Linked DNA regions of Zea mays: regions 1, 2 and 4 are each linked to region 3. A link is a contact called in public Hi-C data. All regions are on one chromosome and are shown on one strand. Each heading gives the region's core, a stretch centred on a gene start, on an enhancer-like site or on the middle of the called end of the contact. The rest is flanking DNA. Distances are from core to core; before and after follow the strand shown.

Region 1 (2,878 bases), core at 358-2,857, 420 kb before region 3:
GAATCAGACAGCACTGGGGTGTAATACAATTGCAAAATTAATTTAAATGGTCCAGAGATATCATCATTCATCAGTGAGTTATTTTATGAGATCTCTTATTTTATAGTATTGCTTTCGAGGAATAAAATGGAAAGTACATGTGGTTCGCAGTTCACAAAGAAACAACCAAAGAACATGATGTTACCTTGGTATATGGCGCTCTCGTTCTTGGCGATGCGCAGCCGTGCTCCCCGGCCACCGACGAGACCAGCGAGCCGCCACCGTCACCACGCTCATCCGAACCGGAAGCTGACAGGCCCCGCGACCTGCTGGCGCTCGAGCTGTTCGCGAACGCGCTGCCTAATAACACCTCCGCTCGCGACGCCGTGCGCGCCGAGGCAAGCACCGATGTCGGCGACCCTTCATCCCGGTCACGCGGGGGCAGCTTCTCCATCAGCTTGAGCTCCGGCGCGGGCTTCTTGGCCGCGCCGTCCACCTTGCGCGGGTAAGGGTGCGCCGGCTTCCTCTTGGGGCGCGGCGGCGGGACCTGGATTGCCGGCGCCGCGCCCGCGGAGGCGTTACTTCCTGACGATGACTCTCGGACCACCTTCGCACACACACGACGCAATTCCGACATCAGAAAAGGTGTAGGCAGACCTTGCCGATCGTCGTCTGCTCCACTAGCATGTGGACCCATCGTTTTTTTTCATGGCAGAGATGAAAGAATTCGTTTTCGTTTGCGCTGGGACTGGGAGAGAGGCGAATGAATGGCCAGAATGGGTACACGACCTTGGTGAAGAACTTCTGCGCGTGGCTCCGGATTTGCACGGCAGTCTTGGTGCCGATGTGCTCTGCACGCACGGGCAGAGAAGAAGAGAGTGAGTGCTTCCTCCTCGTCCTGACGAAGAACGAACGAACGAGGGTGCAGAGAAAGAGAGAGGGAGGCCGGTACGTTACGTACCTTGTATGTGGCGCCAGGCGCGACCGTGCATCTGTAGGGCCTCCAGGAACCGCCGGTGCTCGTCCTCCGTCCACTTCTCCCGCTGCTTCGTGATCGTGTACGGCTTCCGCGCCTGCAGGTCAGGGCCGTCAGGCAAGCGTGGAAGAAACAGAATGAGAACACGCGGATCGCACGGATACTGCAGCCACGGCCGCGATTCGCCGCTGCAGTAGCAATACCTTGGGGACGTGCTCCTCCCCTGACAAATCCATGTCGCGGGGGCCGAGAGGGTCCTTGCAACGATCCACGGCGGTCTCGCCGGTTGCCATCGGAATTTGCTGCGGGCAGCGGAGGAAACACCCACAATTTAGGCCCCAAGAAGGTGCGATTACACCGTCCAAACCAATCGGGTCGAGTGAATTTCAAACCCGGCCGAAACGATCTCTCCCAGCCGGGCCAGGAAAGCCAAGACAAGGAATGAAGGTCGCAGGTATTACCTCCAAACAGGCCTTCTCCTCCAGTGCTCTTCCGGAAACTAATCCGACCCAAGTCGCCGATCAACCCCCGAGGTCGCCGCCACCTTCCAGTTTCTCAGGCGGTCAGGCCTGAACCTGCGCAAGGAGAAGGGGAAGGACGGCGCGAGAAGCGCCGGTTTGCACTGGAGAAGAAGAATAGACAAGAGGAGGGAGAGAGGCGACGAGGTGTCGAGGACGGGGAGAAAAAGAGCATGGGCGGGCTCGCCACGTCGGACGGGATTTTTCCACTTTCCCCGTTCTTTTTCTGCCCACCTCCTTTCCTTCTCGTGGCTGCGATTTTCTCGGAGGCGCCGGAAATAATCCAATTCCGGTGGGGAGAAAGAAATCAAAGAATTGAGTCGAAGGAGAGAGAGAGAGAGAGAGAGAGAGAGAGAGAGAGGTTCGGGAGGCCGCTGGTTCTCGTCATCTCGCGGCTGTGTCTGCTCCTCCGGCCCCGTCGCTGTCATGTGTTCCGAATGCCGAATGCTTTGCTTCCCTCCACCGGCCGTGGCCTCTATAATTAATCACTCGTGGGGCCGCGTGGCAATTTTTAGGCGCTCCATGCACCGACTCCGCGAGGGCGGGTAATTAACGGGTTTATGCTCGCTGACCAAGTAACCATGCGGCGAAGGACGGGGGTGAGGGTCTTCATGCACGTTTAGGCACTGCTGCATGCGTGCATTCTGCATCCGAAATGTGTAAATTGTGGTCGTAGACTCGTAGCCTTGTAGTACCACGACAATTCCCTGAACCTCCAGTTTTTTAGCCAAACGAGGGGTAACCTTCTCAAAATCTCTCATGCCGGAGTGCTTCTTTCGGCACGGTTCGTTTGCATCCGGATTTGTGATGAATTAGGTTATCTTTAGCAGCTTACTCATTCTCATACTTATATTGAAATTTTGATCTACAAACAGTGTAATATACAGTATAAAGCAGTAAAAACAGAGTTTTTAGGTGACTATATGGATAAACTACTGGACACGGTCTTAAATCTCCTCTTATTCAATTGTGACTAGTAAGAAATTTAATCTAGCCGAACAAGAACAAGTCCTTAGCGGTGCCCTTTCTCTCTACGCCTGTCATATATGGAGTAACTCGAATTATGAAAATGATGCCGTGTGATTTGAGGATAAGAAAGCTAGGAGTACTCTTTAGCAGGGAAAAAAAATATCCCCAGCCTCTAAATTCGTGGCCATAACCATAACAATCGGCGAAATATCCTGGCCTCTCAATTTGGAGCGACAACGCTACGTGGACGCCTGGACTGATAAAAGAAGTGCTGGGCTGCTGGCGCTCCACTGCGGATAGGATAAAGCGGGGGACAGACCACACTGTTGGCTTTGTGTTAGGGTCAAGGTTGTCTTTGCATCGCCTGTGTCTAAAAGGTAAATATAAAAAGAAACTTAAGACATGTCTTTTATGGAAAACATATTTCTTGGCTCTA
Region 2 (2,805 bases), core at 179-2,678, 260 kb before region 3:
ATGAAGTTACACAAAAAATTACCCACAATGTCATTGGTTACATAACCTGCCAATTCATGTATCTTTCTCCACTCACTAATCATTAAGGGTAATTAAGGAAACTCGCACAGATTAATTATATTACAGAAGCTAGAGTCTATATATAAGCCAAACACTCTTGAACGATATCTTACCGACCTATCAAAGTTGTTTCATGGTGAAGTTGAAAAACCGAAGCTGCAATTCTTGAAAAGAAGCCCTCCCAAACAGGACCTAAAGTAGTACTCTCTTTTTATTCCAGATGGGAACTGTAAGTTGTTCTATACTTCGTCAATCCTAATTTATTATTCGTTTGGCTTTTTTAGCATAATTTTGACCAACTCGTCTTATTCAAAAAAAAATATGGAAAAAATAAAAACTTCGTTGTGGCTTTGTACACATGACTTAAAAATTTTCATTTTTTGTGAACTTTTTTTAATAGGTCAAGGGGTTAAAGTTGGAGTTAAAAAAGTTAAAGGAATTATATTTTCAAACGGATCGATTATTTTTTAGTACAAAACTTCTGCTAAACAGCTTACAGTTAAAACTAATATGGTTCTAGGCACGCTTCTAACTGAGGTCATTATTACACCCAGAGTTTCCCTCGGATTCAAGCCAGGTGCAGCCAGAGATAAACGTACCTGATTGCAAAGAGCAAGAGGGCAGCACCAAAATGCACAGTCTTGCATGAACATGCCGTTATGTACATCCATTTCTCTCACAACTGGTTGCTCAGCACGTGCAGAAAGAAAAGTGACCAACAAGGCAAACAACAGCAGAAGAAACCGAAAGAACACAGAGATACTGAACAGCGTGGTTGGTTCCTTGTTGCTTGCACACAAACGTATTCTCTGCCGCCGCTACTCATCTCGACCGGACAGTTCGCTGGTTGGTTCCTTGAGAGAAGCCGGTCGGATGCCGCTCTGTGGCAGCTATAACCACTGCACCACTAGATCACAACGGCGGGCACATTTGGCGCTAGCGGGACACGGGCCGGCTCGGCGGCGGCGGCGGCAGGAGCCTCGTGCCTGCGGCGGCGTCGCTCCCCTCTCCTTGCCGGACGCGGCTCCGTCTTCAACGCCGCGCCGAAATCGTCCCTGGCCATCTGGTGGTGCCTGCACTCCTCGCTGCAGAACGGCGTGTCCCCTCTGTACATGAAGATGTCGCGGTCCCCGGCGAGGCGCTTCCCGCAGAGGGAGCAGGCGTCCATGGCGCGGCGGTAGGCGTCGCCGTCGCCTCCGTCGAGAGGCTCGATGCCGAAGAAGGAAGAGAAGGAGGAGGAAGAAGCCATCATGGAGATGAGATGAGACCGAGGAGACCTTAGTTAGGGCACTGCCAGTGCCAGTAGCACTACGCTGAAGCACAGATGAACCGAACAGCACTGAAGCACTGAAGCTTCGTTGCCAGCGATGGCCAGAGGAGGCAGTCTTGTCCTGTGCTTTTATAATAAAAGGGGCCCGGCCGGCAGAGGGCGGGACAATACGGGCAGGGTCAGGTAACCGGGTGGTGGATGCTCGAGAAACCACGGCTAGTTTTTCCAGGAACCTCTTCTCGTTCCTCCCCCCTTGTACTGCCGCTGCAGTGCATCGCAGATTCGAAGCAGACCGCCAGCGCATTTTGGCCGTACGAGCAGCGCTAGGGGCAACAAGAAAGGTGCATGCAGTACCGGGTTTTTTTTTTTGTCTGTTGGCTGGCAATACCCCAGGCCCTTCTGCTCTGCTCGCCTTGGTGCCGCCGGCGTTGTTAACTGCGATGCCGCAGAATCCACCGGAAGATCTGCAGCAGCACTAAACGACAACGGCGGTCTAATTTTTGTTATTTATTTTGCACGCTCGATTCGGTGGGGGGGGGGGGGGGGGGGGGGGGCTTGCTTTGTTTAGTGCGGCGGTGTCGCCACGTGCTGTATTTGCGAGACCAAACGCTCCAGGTGCAGTACGACTACTGCCGATCCCTCCGATGCAAAATTAGATTTGTACTAGTTCAGTGCAGTGCAACTCAGCGACGGGACATGGCAGAAGATTATTGATTCTATTATTAAAACCGCTAAAGTTTCTAGTCCAAGCTTGAGCAAAATGACAGGGGAGGAGAACTGAGAAGGCATGCACATGGTGACATGGTGTTGGTTGGACGGACGTACTGTTGGCCCGCCCGAGGACACCGGAACGGAACAGGCAGAGTTTTGGGATCTGGGCGCGGACGCGTGGCCGTCCGACCGCGAGGTTGTCCGGCGGGGTTAAAAATGAGCGAAAGGACGAGGGAAGCCGTGGGCTACGGCTTACCTAGACGGTGTGCGAGTGCGAGGTCGAATCGGCGAGCTTGCTTTTGTATGGCACATTGCTTTTGTGCGATGCTCGGTGTGCTCGCCTTTTCCACGCGCCTCGCCGTGTCTCCTCCTCCTGTCGTCGTCATGTCCTTGGCTTTACGTACTGGCCGGGCAGCTTTCGCGGTGGATCCAGCCACACGCTGGCGCTGCGACAAACAAGGCAACGTAACTGACAAGGTCTCGTCCCGCTCCCGCCGTGTGATTGGGTGTCGCGTTGACCCGACTTGGAACCGAGTCTCCGTCCTCGATGCCAGAACTTGACGCGTGGCGACCGAGCTAGACCTGAATTACGCTCGGACGGTGGTATTACAAGACTTGTGCGTGACAGACGGACTACCTCTTCCTCTATATATATCATAGTTTCAAACCTCCAAAATTAATACTTCTTCCGTTCTTTTTTTTTTGTCGCTGTTTAGTTTAAAAATAAACTAGCGGACGTCATATATTCGAGAACAGAGATAGTA
Region 3 (2,700 bases), core at 17-2,516:
TTACTTGGAAGCAGTACAAGCAGCTCGTTACATCGCCACAAAATGTTGGGCCGACAAGCAGTACTAAACTACGCAGTAGTATATATGTCAACGGGGGTGTTTTGGACTTGGTTTGGGGTGTGTGTGCCAGTCTTGCATACTCTTCTTCTTCACGGATAGACAAAATGTAATAAATCCAAAAAAAAAAAAAAACAAAAAGAAATTTTAAAACGTGGACTAATCTGGATTTGGTGCATGGAATGGAAGGACGAAAATGGTGAAGGTGGAAGCAATCATCACCGGAAGCGGCCGACGTCGGCGAGCTTCCTGGAGCGACAGCGCGTAACGGAGGCAGCAGACGAGAGACTGTGGAGCGGCGACGGCCGGAACTCGGAGGAGAAGGAGCCCGGGTCCGGCGGCTGGACGTGGCGGCGGCGCCCCGGGCTGGGCCGCACGAGCGGGCTGAGGCAGACGGCGAAACCCGACGGCATGCTGTTCGTCTGGCGGCGCCGGCAGCGGGTCCTCCGCATGGGGGACGGGGACGGCCGCCACGGGGGATCCGCGGCGGGCGAGCTGCTCTCGTCGCCGCTGCCGTGGCTGTCCCGCTCCGGCGACAGCCCCCGGTTGCTGACCACGCGGCAGGAGCGCCTCGGCGGGGCTGACCGTGGCGAGGTGATCGAGGCCGGCGCCGCCTGCTTCTTGCGGCGGCGCGGCATGATCGCGGCGAACCAAGAATGTTTCTTCCGCTCCGTGGCGCCTTCCTGGTGCGTCTCTTCCGATCTGTGACCGTGGTGGTGGCCGAAGAGCGTGGCGAGCACGGAGAACTTGCCGGCGCGCCGCCTCTTGTACTCGTAGCCTATGTCGCCTTCCTCCAACGCGCCGCCGCCGTAGGCGGGCCCTACCTGCGGCGTCCGGAAGAAGAGCAGGCTCGGGTGGTGCCTGAGCGCGCCGCCCCCGCCCGACGTGTCCGACTTCCTGCGGGACACGTACGGGGACACCGACCTCGGGAACGCGGGCGCCGCGGCGGGCGGCGGCGGCGACGACGACGCGTCGCCGTTCTGCGCGGCCTCCAGCGCGATCAGGCGGTCGCGGAGGCACGTGGCACAGACGCCACCGCCGCCGACCTGGTACGGGTGCTTCTTGCACCTCATGCCCACCCCGTCGCACTTCGTCTCATCTCCTCTCCTCTCCCCGCGTACGCCGCCGGAGCGGCGGGGCGTTCCTTCGGCGCAGTAGATGGATGGGTGGATTGACGACGAGCCGGGCGCGGGTGCGGAGCCAAGCAAAATAGCGACTAGGCAGATGCACCTGCCTCCCTTACTTTCGATTATATACCCCGTTGGCTCTAGGATTGTGTCTTGTTTTAGTCTTTACTTGATACTCTAGTATTTAACTCAATTCAAGTGTTTTGAGGTGTATATTAGTTTAAGTTACATTCTAATCCACCTCAAAATATGTAGATTGATGTTAATAATAGAGTATACAAACTAGACTTTAGTGAGATAGTAGGGTACATATCTACCGTCACATCTCATATTGATTACAGTTTTCATGTGGTACTTGCTCTGTTCTTTTTTATTTGTCACCGTTTAGTTCGAAATAAACTATGGGTGGTAAATATTCAAGAACTAAGGTAGTATTTAGATGTTGTTTGGTTAGACCGTTTTGGCCCGTAATCCATTCACAGCGTGAAGCAATTACTTTGCATTATATGTAGTTGAACCACAGTATAACCGATCACACTTTTTATTAGTCGCTGGATTGGATAGTGCAAAATTACACTATCCAGCATGCGTATAGAATCTCGATACTGCTCTTCATCCAACGTTATCCAGTTTCGCTCCCATAATCATTCGGTCAATTTTGCACCATGCGTGCGTTTGGTCGGATGCGATGGGAGGCAGGAGAACCTTTTCCATTGGACGCTGCGGTTCCCGGGGGCGGGTGGGCAATAGAGGGAGGTGGACGAAGGCACGAGGCGGCGGAGGAGATGGATGTGGAATTGATAAAATCCCGGCAGCCGGCATGGAGGGGAGGGGGCCGGGGCGACCGAGCGAAGCTGCTGTTCTTGACGCGACGGCTTGTCGTGTTCGTTTGCCATGCGGTGGTGCGGCTTTGAGCCGACGATACCTCTGGTTTCGTTCGTCATTGGGTGGTTGATTCGGCGTTGGCTGGCTTGGCCCGTACTCGGACTGGGTCAAATTCTCTTGGCCTCGGACACATATGGCCCCGTTGCTGTTTTGCTTGTGCGTCGTGTGCCACTGTGGGCCCGTGCCAGGGCGTGGTGTGGGCGTGCGGCACGGTGGACCGGCACAGGCTGATGTCCGTTGGATACTTATTAAACTCAAAAGGGCTTGTTTGGAATATTGACATACACAATTACAATTACTACTACCATCATATATAAGTTGACAACCAATTAACATTCGCCGTAATCAAGGCTGTTCATCAGTTTTATGTCCGCACATGACATGACCCACCTTACCCACGACTATGTTGGATCTTTCGCCGACGAAACGAGCACGTGTGTATTTTAATACCAGGCAGCATTATTTCCAAGCTTTTTCGTCACTGAGATATCGAGTGTGCAGGATTGTGTTGGTTTCTGCGCCACATAACCGTCGCTCGCCGAACTAAATTGACCGGCCGCTGTGTATATCGCGCAGCTGCGGAAAGCCCACCGTACGTACTCCATTCTACTACGTGTTGTATAGCATTACA
Region 4 (2,800 bases), core at 262-2,761, 330 kb before region 3:
CGAGGAAGCGTCGTCCGACCTCCGACGGGATATTGGAGCGCGCAGGAACATTCAAGAAGATGTCGTTTTTAAATGCCACCAGATAGCTAGCTAGGCTCTAGAATTTTCCGAGACGCGCGTCGATGAATACAATATGAACCCTATCGTCCACGATTCACGGCTGTTGGCTCTCGCAGTCTCGCACAAAGTAGGATCAGTGTGTATAAAAAGCAGCTGCGTTTGAGACAGTAAATGAATTCAAATAAAAAAGTTGTTAACTACAAAGTTGAATAACTTTTGAAGTTCTACAACTTTTATTTTAACACTTTTTTCATGCGAGATCGTTTGTAAAATTTGAATTTTAAATTTGATAAATTTAGATGTATTTTTGGAAGCCGAAATGATTTCAAATAAAAAAAAATTGTTAATTACAAGAGAAATTGTTTAACTATCTTGATGGCCAGGGTTTATTGTCCTCAAATACAGATTCTGTACTGTCGTTTCTTTCGACGTAGACCAAAATAACTGAAATTCAAACGAGTGCTCTTGTCTGCAGCTCAATTAACGGTTAATTTAGTGCTACGAATGGAGACTCGAATAACAATACTCTTCGGTAACAAGTTAACCCACAACTTCGTCACTGAATTATGCTTGTAGACTCTCCCGATATATTGCAACCAACTCCAAGCTTTCGATCATTGCATTTGCATATGTACAGATAAATTACAGGGACAATTTGTATACACCAATCAGGTACACACATCTTGATGCTTGTCCAGAACACCGTTGAGCTAATCACTACACACACCTAAAAAAGGTGAAACCTACCAGGCTAAAAAAAAACACAAGTTCATCACTGAGACTGCGCGTCGGTTCAATTCCTGTATCGAGTGCGCACGGCACTACGCCAAGAACGTCGGCCCCTCGGCGCTGCAGCGCGTGGGCGCCTTCCAGAGCGCGCTGATGCCGGCACCGGCACCGGGGCGCGCGCCGCAGCGGCGGCACCGCTCGGCGGGGGGCAGGTCGACGGCCAGCACCCGGCGGCAGGACGGGCAGGAGGAGTGCGCGCGCAGCCACGTGTCGACGCAGGCGGCGTGGAACGCGTGGCCGCACTGCGGCAGCACGCGCACGGCCTGGCCTCCCTCGAACTCGGCGAGGCAGATGGCGCACTCGTCGGCCCCTCCCTCCGCCTTGCCGCTGTCGGAGACGTACGTGACGGTCGGGAGCGAGCGCAGCACCTCCTTCTTGACGCCCCTGTTCGCGGCTTTGGCGGCGCCCGGCTGCGCCCGGCCGGACTCGGTGGCCCAGCGCCACGAGCACGCGCAGCGGGCGACGAGGCCCAGGCCGAGGACGCAGACCAGCGCGCAGAGCAGGCCGGCGAGGATGAGGATCATGTCCGAGTTGATGGAGTCCTCCGGCGAGCCCGAGCCTGCGGGCGCTTCGACGAGTATCCTCGCCATGTGTTTGCGCTGCCTGAAGATGCGCGAGTCCCGTGGTGGCGCTGTTGTTGGCTGATGCAGAGGCTCTGGGCAGGCGGCGTGAGAAGTGTGTTGAAGGGGTTGGTTTGGTTGCCCTTTTATAGAGCGTCGAGCGCCTGGACCTAGATGCGGTTTATCGGTGACCTTTGTGGTGTTCGGAATAACAGCAGGAAAGAGTACACACGGGGCTCACAGCAGGTGCAGGTCAGTGGATCGATTGTAGTGGTTGAAGCTAAAAAAAGCTGGGATTCCTTTTGGTTTTAAATAGCCCTTCACCGTTGCAGGGCTTAATTTGGCACTCACAATGCTCTCTTTCAGTACTTGTTTCAGCCAACCATCTATAACCAGTGTAAAACTTTCGGGCTGAAGTGACTTATAATCCTTTCAAAGTTGTTGTAAAAAGTGTTTCCCCCCAATAGTGTCTATGGGCTTAAACTTTCGATTTTTCATCCAACTACGAAAAACACTACCTTATCGTCCAACTGTATATATAGCCATGTTCATTAGTAAGAGGTTCGGAAAGAATTGAAGTAGATTAAAATCCTTTTTAATTTAATTTTAACTAGCGAAGAATTTAATTATCTTCAATCCTTTATAACCTATTTTTATCCGAACAAGTTCTGAACATAAGGCCCTGCCAATGCCATGGTTCTCTGCCCCGCAACCCTTTCATACTTTCTGTAACGTTGCTAGCGTACTCCTACCTCCTATCATGCTAATCCCAATCCCAATGGCGTACTGGCTTTCTCGGTTGGACTTCCATGGTATGCAGAAAATTGAAAAAGGGTTGCGAGCAAGGGGACACATGGCGTCCCGCGGCACCACACCTCGCGCGCACTTCGCCGCGGGGTACAGATACTTTCGGTTTCCTCCGGCTACCTGTCAGTCGCCCACAGCCCGCATGTGCTGTTCCACTGACAGGCATGCGAGGCGGCGGCGGTTGGCATGCGAGCCCGCGCCGAGACTTCCTCGCGGCCGTTCTTTAGATCCGTTCGTACGTCCGCCGCGCGTGGTCGGCGCGGCCGGGGCTCTCCAAACCGCACGCCCCGCGCGAATGCGCTCCCAAAGCGACGGCGGCTCGGCAGGCAGGCGCGCACGCCGCGTGCGCGCGGCAGTTGCCGTTTCCGTGACGACGGAAAACAGCGATCGCGCGCGCTGTGTGTGCTGGTGGCATTGGCAAGCTACCGGAACCGATGGTGGTCTGCTCCGTAAACGCCGCCGCGTGGCGCTTGCCCGAGCTCTCCGAGGAATAGTTTGCTGGGGAAACGAAACGGCGGCAAGGAATGGAAATGGAACCCGCCTTGTTCCGGGTTAGGCGACCCGACCTCCTCCCGCGACGCCGC

Evidence for each region. Hi-C and Micro-C count contacts between places; a contact is called where the count stands out from the background.
Region 1: a Hi-C map of endosperm shows a contact between it and region 3, with 2.4 times the contacts expected there. The contact joins the promoter of LOC100276850 here to the promoter of LOC100284810 in region 3. A contact is called at or near these places in 3 of 25 Hi-C or Micro-C datasets (ear, endosperm and tassel).
Region 2: a contact with region 3 is called in a Hi-C map of leaf, with 5 times the contacts expected there. The contact joins the promoter of LOC100279084 here to the promoter of LOC100284810 in region 3. A contact is called at or near these places in 3 of 25 Hi-C or Micro-C datasets (endosperm, leaf and tassel).
Region 4: a Hi-C map of bundle sheath shows a contact between it and region 3, with 3 times the contacts expected there. The contact joins the promoter of LOC100283712 here to the promoter of LOC100284810 in region 3. A contact is called at or near these places in 4 of 25 Hi-C or Micro-C datasets (bundle sheath, endosperm, leaf mesophyll and 1 more).

What each region holds. Positions count from the first base shown.
Region 1 is chr5:205,537,212-205,540,089 of Zm-B73-REFERENCE-NAM-5.0, forward strand. LOC100276850 reads right to left here and starts at 1,608. Exons shown (of 6, transcript NM_001374070.1): 1 at 1,417-1,608; 2 at 1,159-1,257; 3 at 941-1,052; 4 at 769-830; 5 at 185-586. The coding sequence starts at 1,248.
Region 2 is chr5:205,702,714-205,705,518 of Zm-B73-REFERENCE-NAM-5.0, forward strand. It overlaps LOC100279084, which reads right to left and starts at 1,429. Exons shown (of 1, transcript NM_001152134.1): 1 at 702-1,429. The coding sequence starts at 1,312. The coding sequence ends at 968.
Region 3 is chr5:205,959,511-205,962,210 of Zm-B73-REFERENCE-NAM-5.0, forward strand. It overlaps LOC100284810, which reads right to left and starts at 1,267. Exons shown (of 1, transcript NM_001157705.2): 1 at 1-1,267. The coding sequence starts at 1,130. The coding sequence ends at 276.
Region 4 is chr5:205,631,112-205,633,911 of Zm-B73-REFERENCE-NAM-5.0, forward strand. It overlaps LOC100283712 (RING-H2 finger protein ATL1R), which reads right to left and starts at 1,512. Exons shown (of 1, transcript NM_001174778.1): 1 at 653-1,512. The coding sequence starts at 1,439. The coding sequence ends at 882.